Regions from separate parts of the Sus scrofa genome. Here region 2 is linked to region 1. The links are chromatin contacts, called in public Hi-C maps. All regions are on one chromosome and are shown on one strand. Each heading gives the region's core, a stretch centred on a gene start, on an enhancer-like site or on the middle of the called end of the contact. The rest is flanking DNA. Distances are from core to core; before and after follow the strand shown. Region 1 overlaps POC1B (POC1 centriolar protein homolog B). Region 2 overlaps LOC110260801 (a long non-coding RNA gene).

The links. A called contact is a pair of places that touch in the nucleus more often than the background predicts.
Region 2: a Hi-C map of liver shows a contact between it and region 1, with 5 times the contacts expected there. The contact joins two enhancer-like sites. A contact is called at or near these places in 1 of 5 promoter capture datasets (liver), 7 of 47 Hi-C or Micro-C datasets (embryonic fibroblasts, fetal liver and liver) and 2 of 2 datasets of contacts at active chromatin or transcription factors (alveolar macrophages and skeletal muscle).

What each region holds. Positions count from the first base shown.
Region 1 is chr5:93,185,688-93,189,674 of Sscrofa11.1, forward strand. It overlaps POC1B (POC1 centriolar protein homolog B), which reads left to right. Exons shown (of 12, transcript XM_021092774.1): 10 at 1,595-1,675. Among named protein-coding and RNA genes, the nearest start is that of GALNT4, 55 kb to the left of the region's middle. Within about 2 kb of position 1,829, at least 6 of the 83 cell types and tissues checked have an H3K27ac peak or open chromatin away from gene starts, as enhancers often do. A contact at or near this core is called in alveolar macrophages and liver, where this site is marked.
Region 2 is chr5:93,272,851-93,277,089 of Sscrofa11.1, forward strand. All of the region lies in intron 1 of LOC110260801 (a long non-coding RNA gene), which reads right to left. Among named protein-coding and RNA genes, the nearest start is that of DUSP6, 28 kb to the right of the region's middle. Within about 2 kb of position 1,386, at least 19 of the 83 cell types and tissues checked have an H3K27ac peak or open chromatin away from gene starts, as enhancers often do. A contact at or near this core is called in alveolar macrophages and liver, where this site is marked.

The DNA of each region.
Region 1 (3,987 bases), core at 579-3,078:
ACCTCATGGTTCCAAGTCGGATTCATTTCCACTGTGCCACGATGGGAATTCCCTTAAACTTTATATAAATAGAATCATACTGCATATATTTTTCTATAGCCTGCTTTTTCACTTAACACTAAAATCCTGAGATTCATATGAATTTCATTCATTTTCACTGCTGTATAGGATCCCAGTGAATTTACTACAGTAGTAATTCTCGTGATTTGTGAATCTCTTCTACTCTTGATGAACATTTAGGGATTTCTGACTGTGATTTGTGTTCATTTTTGCCATTACAAACTTTGTTGCTATAAACAGTGTCAGCATCACTAAGCTTTTTAGCTTTTGCAATCTAATGGGTATTAAGTAGCATTTTGCTTTAATCTTTCCTTTTCTAATTACTGCTAATGTTTCTGAAAATCTCTCCATAGTCTAGATAACTCTTAGATTATAATTTTTACTTGGGATTGCCATTCTTTGCACGTTGATTAGTAGGTTTTTCTTATATATATTGTAGCTATTTGTCCTTTTTCAGTTTTAGACGTAGAATCTCTTCCTGTTCCATTATCTGATTGTTAACTTTGTGGTTTCCATTGTTAAACAGAAATCCTTAATTTTAATGTAATCAGATGGATCAATTTTTTTTTTTTTTTTGCCTTATGGTTTTCCTTTTCGAAGCTTTTGTTTAAGACGTCTTTCTCTACCCTAAGCCAGAAAGATATTTTCCTACATTTACTCCCATAAATTTTACAGTTTTAAATAACTTCTAGGTATCTAATTTATCTGCTGTCCATCTTTGTATGTAATATTAGGCAGGGATCATTTATTGAACTAGTTTTCTCAGGTAAAAATCATCTTTCCTCTTCTGACTTGTGACATCGCTTTTCTTTTGTATTTCTTTTCTGTATATACAGGGCTCTGCTTCTGAGCTCTTGATGGTACAACCTTCTATTTATGTGAAACTTCTTTATTGACTTTACATGAGTTTTTTTTTTTTTTTCATAGATGTCTTATGCATCTTTGTTTTTTCGGATGTATTTAAAAATTTTATGATATTGTAAATGTTTTTTTTTTAATTTACATTTTCTAATTGCGTACTGAAATGCAGACATACACTTGGTTTTCCTGTATTGATTTTGGATCTAGTAAACTGCCTTATTTGTTTTAATGATTTAGCAGTAACTTCTGTGGAGATGTCTTTATATATGAATGACAATTTCTATTTCTTCTCTTCAAATTCTTACCTCTTAATGCTTTTATTTCCTTTTCTTATCTTAATGAACTGGCTAGGACTTTTTTCTGCATCTTTTGAGGTGGGTCATTTTATTTTATTTTTAAAATCCCTTTGTAGATGAATCTCACTTATTTTCGAATGTAAAAGCAGCTTTTTATTCCTGGGATAAGTTCGTCTGGGTTAGGATGATCTTTTCTTATATATTAGACTTGATAGACTAATATTTTAGTGAAAGTTTTTGTATCCATATTAGTGAATATACCATTATATTTTAGTTTTAGAATATATTAGGAAATACCCCCTAGATTGTTACAGATGGCTTCTGGTTTCTTATGGCATAAAAATCTAATATTAGTTTTTTTTAACGTGTGTACACAGATTAATCCAAAGCTTGATGTAATCGATTTGCAGACCTCCGCTCCCCCTGTTGTGGACATCCTTTCTTTTGATTCTACTACAGTAAGTTTTATTTGGCATTTGAGTGGTGTTTTAATTGTTTGGCACAGTCTATTTTCCTTAAAAAGTATGTGGGAGAGAAGAAAACAAATGGGCTAAATAGCCTAACAGCATAGAAATAGCCTTGTTCAAAAAGTTGTATTTACAGTGTATCTAAATAGCCACAAGGGGGAGCTTCGCCAGTTTCCAAAAGCTTTAATGGGACAACCTTGAGCACAGTGGAATCCATACTCATTGTCGCATTTCCTAAGGTGCTTCCCGCCCCCCGACCGCCCCGTGTGACATTTCACTTGCTGTCTCATAGCAGATTTCCTTCTTTGGTAATTGCCTTCAAAAGGTGCTAAACTTATGTCTAGTCTCCTTAGAACCTGAAAGAAAAGCAGTCATTTCTCTTTGTTCATCTATCTTGATGGATAATACAGGAATTAAGAGGTATTTTTAACACTTGCAATGCTGTTCTAAAAAACTATATACATATAATTTATTTACTCAGTGTATCCAACGTCTTCAGAAATTGAGAGTTTAGCTTTTCATTTTGCCTGTGCTCAGTCCTTGCAAAGCAGATCGTCTCTGCCATCGAGTCTGCTGGTCAGGGCAAAACCAGACATTAAATCGAACGGGAGGAGTGGTGTGGTCTTCGGCAACGCCACTGGGATGGTGTCAGCATTGTCCAGTGTGTCGGGTAAATTATTAATACATGGCCAAACAAGAGAACAAACAAGCAACAAACACTTGGCATTACAACAGTGCAGCCTCTGCAGTGGATCCCAAGAATTGTATTCAGTGTAGAGGAGTTCTGAAGAGGACTAGCCTACCTTGAGTCTGTCGTGTACCAGAAAGAAGTCTGCTTATTAAAGGGTCTTTTCAGTGTTAATTCCACGGCAGAGAAGACTCCTAGATCACTTGTGAGAGGTTCCAAAGACAGGAAATCAGCTAGGGGGTCGAGTGGGGGCTGATTGTCTAAGAGAAGCCCAAGAATCATTGGGGACACCTAGGACCTTACGTGAATCTGTGGTCTCATCTCTACATTCTTTGTGCTTAAAAATAACTTTATAAATGTTTCCCTGCATTAATAACTTAATGACATAAAAAACTAACTAGACATTGAATTCTTGCCACAGTGCATGGCTTATAGTAGGTGCTCCATACCTTTATGTTTGAGGAACTGCTCAAAAGGCATGCTGTTGAAATGTGCAAATTCTGGTGAGTTGCGTTTTTGTTCCAGTAGTGAGAGGAGCAAAAGATAGGTTGTTTTGAGATGTGCTGCTTCCTTGTGAGGTGGTTGGTAGGCTACACTTGGGTGTTTCTGGCCTAGAAGATATCAGAGATCATCAAAAGCCTTTGTTCTGTGCTCTGAGACTCTCTCTCCCCGCCAGAACCCTTCAAACTTTGCAAAGCCTCATTGACCTGAGCGATCCAGGTGTTCTCCATAGTGTGCAATGGAGGAGGTTATAACTGCCACCCAGCAAGTGACAGCAGGGTGTCTGTCCCTGGGTGGTCATGCAGCAGTGTCATAGTCAAGTGTCTGCGCTGTACGACCCTAACTCAGGCATACAATGTATGTGGGATTTCAAGGAGACAATTCTTATAATAAACACATGATACGTTTGCAGTTGTGTTACAAAACAGAATAATAGGACCAAAGAAGACAGTTAGTATCCATATAAGGGATAACGTTAGGCTGAATTATTTGAAATTGCCAGCTTGTAGGCAAAAACAATCCAGCACCAGTGATTTCCCACAGCTCAACCCAATATATAAGCATTACAGAAAGATTCCCCACGGTTCCTTTGAGTTGTGTGCTTGATGCCACATAAAAATAAAAACAAACAAGAAAATGCAGAAAACAAAAACTCGTTTGCTATAAATTGGTTTGGCTAGTGGAGTCCCAGGAAAGTAGTTTTTGTTTGTTTGTTTTAGCTGCTTGCCTCCAGGCAAGCCATAGAGAATCCTGATTTTATTTATTTTACCAATACCATTTTCTGAAGATATAAATGCTCATAAAGCATTTAGGGTTTTTTGTTTGTTTGTTTGTTTCTTTCTTTCTTTTTTTTTTTTTTTTTTTTTTTTGGTCTTTTTAGGGCCTCATTCACGGCACATGGAGGTTCCTAGGCTACGGGTCGAATCAGAGCTGCAGCTCCTGGCCTACCCACAGCCACAGCAACGAGGGATCCGAGCCACATCCACAACCTACACCACAGCTCAGGACAACACTGGATCCTTAACCTAATGAGTGAGGCCAGGGATCGAACCTGCGTCCTCATGGATCCTCGTCAGATTCATTTCCATTGAGCTGCAATGGGAACTGTGCATTT
Region 2 (4,239 bases), core at 136-2,635, 87 kb after region 1:
TGAGACCGTCGGGACAGAAATGGAAACAGGAATGGACTTAAACGACAGGTTTTGCTGAACCACAGGCCAAGCTAACTTTGAGCATTTATTTTTATTTTTATTCTACGTTTTGGTCTTTCTAGGGCTGCATCCATGGCACATGGAGGTTCCCAAGTTAGGGGCTGAATCAGAGCTACAGCTGCTGGCCCACACCCCAGACACACACCCCACAGCCACGCCAGATCCAAGCCTTGTCTTGCGACCTACACCACAGCTCACAGCAACGCCGGGTCCTTAACCCACTGAGAGAGGCCAGGGATGGAACCTGCATCCCTCATGGATGCTAGTCAGATCCGTGTCTGCTGAGCCACAACGGGAACTCCAGCATTTACATTTTTAGTAAACAATTTTAGAAGAGTTTTAGATTTATGGAAAAGTTGTGAAGCTATCTTCACAGACAGACAGTGTATTATGAACTATCTTAACACCGCCAGTTCCATGTCCCTCACACTCAGTTTCCCCACTGTTTACATCTGACATCTGCATGGAACATCTGTCACAACGAAGGAACCAAAAATAATGTAGTACCAGTGATTAGAGACCCTACTTTATTCAAATTTCCCTAGTTTTCACCTACTATCCTTGTATGTTCCCATCGAGTTGCATGTCTCTTCTCGCTGTCTAGACGGTGACAGTTTCCCAGGCTTTCCCATTTGGGATTGACCTTCACAATTTAAGGAGTAAAGGTCATGTGACACATAGAAAGTTTCAGTTTGGGTTTGTCTGATGTTTTTGTCACGGTTGGATGGGGGTAACAGGTTGGGGAGAGGACCACCTCAGAGGAAAAGTGGCCTTCTCATCAGACCTTGTCACAGGGACATGACATAGCACTGTTGGCTTAACATCTGTTTGTAAAGAAAACAGATCATGTGGCAAGCCAGTGTGAACCAGAGGCGGACCTGTCCACTTTCTCAAAAGACAGAACTGGCCCAGAATCAGGTTGTCGATGACTCTGGAAACAAACGAATGTTCTGTTTCATTCAGTCCAAGTCGCTGGTTGTAACATTTATGCAAGCTCCTTTTGCAGAAAACATTTGAAGGCTCCCGAGGGGGGGGGGGGAGACTGTCTTAAATATAGAATGCAGTCAAGATGCCATGTATGAAGAATTTCACCAAACTGCGGCAACAGAGCGCTGTGGTTACAGAATACCAGCTGCGAAACGCTGCCGGGTGAACCCGCAGGCCCTGAGTCCCCGAAAGAGATATTAGCAATGAACCCTATTTTCACATTTCCTGGCTCCCCTGAACTCATTTCCAAACTGCCTGGCTGCTCCTAGGAGTCTGTACCGTTACCTTGTAGGGAAAGTTCTGGCAGAGCCACATGTCATGTGTGTTGCATAAGAACTTCATTGCAATGGTTTAACTCTGATTAAATTTAGCTGTCAGCCTTTAAAGTTCCCTGAGAAGCTTTCAAACTCAGAAAGGGAAGAGGCACCCCAGCAGGTTCTCTGCAATCCCTCCCCTCCCACCTCCCTGTAAGCTCTTTTCCAACGAGCAGGGCGAGGCCAGCATCGCGCAGCCAGCCAGCGTTTGCCAGGCTGGGAGGTGCCTGGTGGGAAAGGATTCTCCCCTCTCTGCGCCTGGCCCTGTCAGGGAAAGCTTCGGGAGCTCCCCACAGGGCCTGCCACTCCTGCATCTTTCTAGTTTCGAAGGCTCCCTTCAGCTCCTGGCTTCTCAGGTCAATATAGGCTGTAGCTTTTTATTTTTATTTTCATTTTTAAATTAAAAATGGGAGACTTATAATGGATAAGAAATGAGATCCTACTATAGCATATCCAGTCTCTTGGGATAGACCATGGTGGAATATGAGAAAAGGAGTGTGTGTGTGTGTGTGTGTGTGTGTGTGTGTGTGTGTGTGAGTGACCAGGTCACTCTGCTGTACTGCAGAAACTGACACAATATAAATCAAGTTCCCATCATGGCTCAGTGGGTTAAGAACCCCACTAGTATCCATGAGGATTTGGGTTCGATCCCTGGCCTGGCTCCGTGGGTTAAGCATCTGGCGCTGCTGTGAGCTGTGGCAGAGTCACAGATGCAGCTCAGATCCAGCGTTGCTGTGGCAGGTGGCACAGACCGGCAGCTGCAGCTCAGATTTGACCCCTGGCCTGGAAACCTCCATATGCTGCAAGTGTGGCCCCCAAAAGAAAAACAAACAAAACCCCCCTACGCTTTAATAAAAACTTGTTAAATAAAAAAAAAATGAAAATTGCTATGTAAGAATTTTAAATTGTTTAATCAAAATTTTTAAATAAAAAAATTAGGTTGAACAGCATTTGCACATTTGTTATTGAATGAAAGAGTCTTTGAATCCTGTAGGGCTTCACCATGTCCAAAAGTGTCATACACACGATGCAATCCCATCGTTTTTACTATTACTTTCTTGGCTCTTTGAGTGTTTCCTTTCTTGCCAGACTGTCCTGTATTTTTCCTCTTCCTGTTTTGGCCTTCCCAGCCCCAACCCTCCTGCTTTCACTGAACACCCAGGGCTGTTTCCCCCATGAGTGTCTTTTCCTGTGCTCACCACGGCCTTCCCGCCCTTGGGGTGCGTGCAGGAGCAGGGAGCGGCAAGGGGATGCTGTTGCAGCACCGTCTTCCCTGGGGGAGGGCTGGAGGGGGCCTGTCCAGGAGGGGAGGGGCACGCGGTTCCAAAGGCCTCCTCCCTGTTCGTTGTTCTCTTAACCATCTCAGGGTCTCCGCACTGATAACTGCACTTTGGGTTTTCATCTCGTGCTTTCTGGGTGCTCCCTATGTAGAAAACGAAGCAGAACTACAGCACGACCTAAAAGTGGTCCTAGGAATCCGTGAAGTGGGTTGTGGCCCTTACAGACAGCACTGCCTTCCACGTATCAGGGTCCTAAAAGGATAAATAACAGGGAGTTTTATAATCAGACCCGTACGCTCCAGGCTTGGTTATCAGGACAGAGCTTTCCAGGTTACACAATCCTCAACTGCTTTGATCTTTGCTGTCCTGATCAGAATACCCAGCTGGACAAATAACATTAGTCCAAGCACAGCTTCCTGGACAAATGGTCAAAAGGGATAATGTCCTACATTTTCTAGAAGCACAGGTGCTTCAGATCAATGGGGCTGATCTTGTGGAAACAACTAAGGCTAAGCCTTTTTAGAAGACAAAAAAGCTTTTGTGTTTATAGGTTCAGATTGGGGAGGCAAAATGAATTTTCTGGGAGCGAAAACCGTTCCCTTTAGAGCCAATGGATTGTTAACATTCAGTGTGGTTTATTGAGCTCTTAAAAAAAGAAGAAAAGAAAAACCACCGAAACAACAAAAGTAATAAAACCTGTACCATCAACATCAGTTTATTACAACAGTTAACTTTCTGCTGATGAGTTTTTTCAAAGATGACTCCCCTGAAAGCTTGAGATAAATATGCTATTATGAAACAGATGATCATTCGCCAGGTTTGCTCTTATCAGAACAGACCCAGGTGGGATTGGAGACTCCTGCTGGAACATGGCTAGTTTCCAGTGGTTTAGAAATGATTCTTATGACTGAATAGACAGGCTCTTAATTGGGTTCGTGAGTAGAAGTCTGCCAAGATTCCACGTCATGTGGCATGGATGTTCTCAGCTCAACTCTCAAAAGATATTCCCCTGTAGATTTATAGGCAAATATCAAAAGACTCTCCAGCTTTTCTCTAGTTGGATGAGGCAGTAGAAGCCATCTCATTCTGTTGGTGGAGACCTATCATTTGAGTTTAAGCAGATCCGTCATCATCCGGGGCCTCTGCTTCCCGTGCCTAAGGTCTAGCTCTGTGCCCCCAAGTAGAACAGCGATTAGGAAAGAGGGTTCTGCAGTTAAATAGCCATGGTGGAGTTCCCGTTGTGGCTCTGTGGTTAACGAATCCGACTAGGCGCCATGAAGTTGCAGGTTCGATCCCTGGCCTTGCTCAGAGGGTTAAGGATCCGGTGTTGCCGTGAGCTGTGGTGTAGGTTGCAGACGCGGCTTGGATCCTGCGTTGCTGAGGTTGTGGCGTAGGCCAGCGGCTACCGCTCCGGATTTGACCCCTAGCCGGGGAAACTCCATATGCCGCGGGAGTGGCCCAAAAAAGGGCAAAAAGACAAAAAAATAAAATAAAAAAATAGCCTTGGTTTCAGATGCTGGTTCCACCCTTAAATACTCACCTATTGTTGAGCCACACCACTAACCTTTTGGAACCTCAATTTCCTCATCTGTAAAATG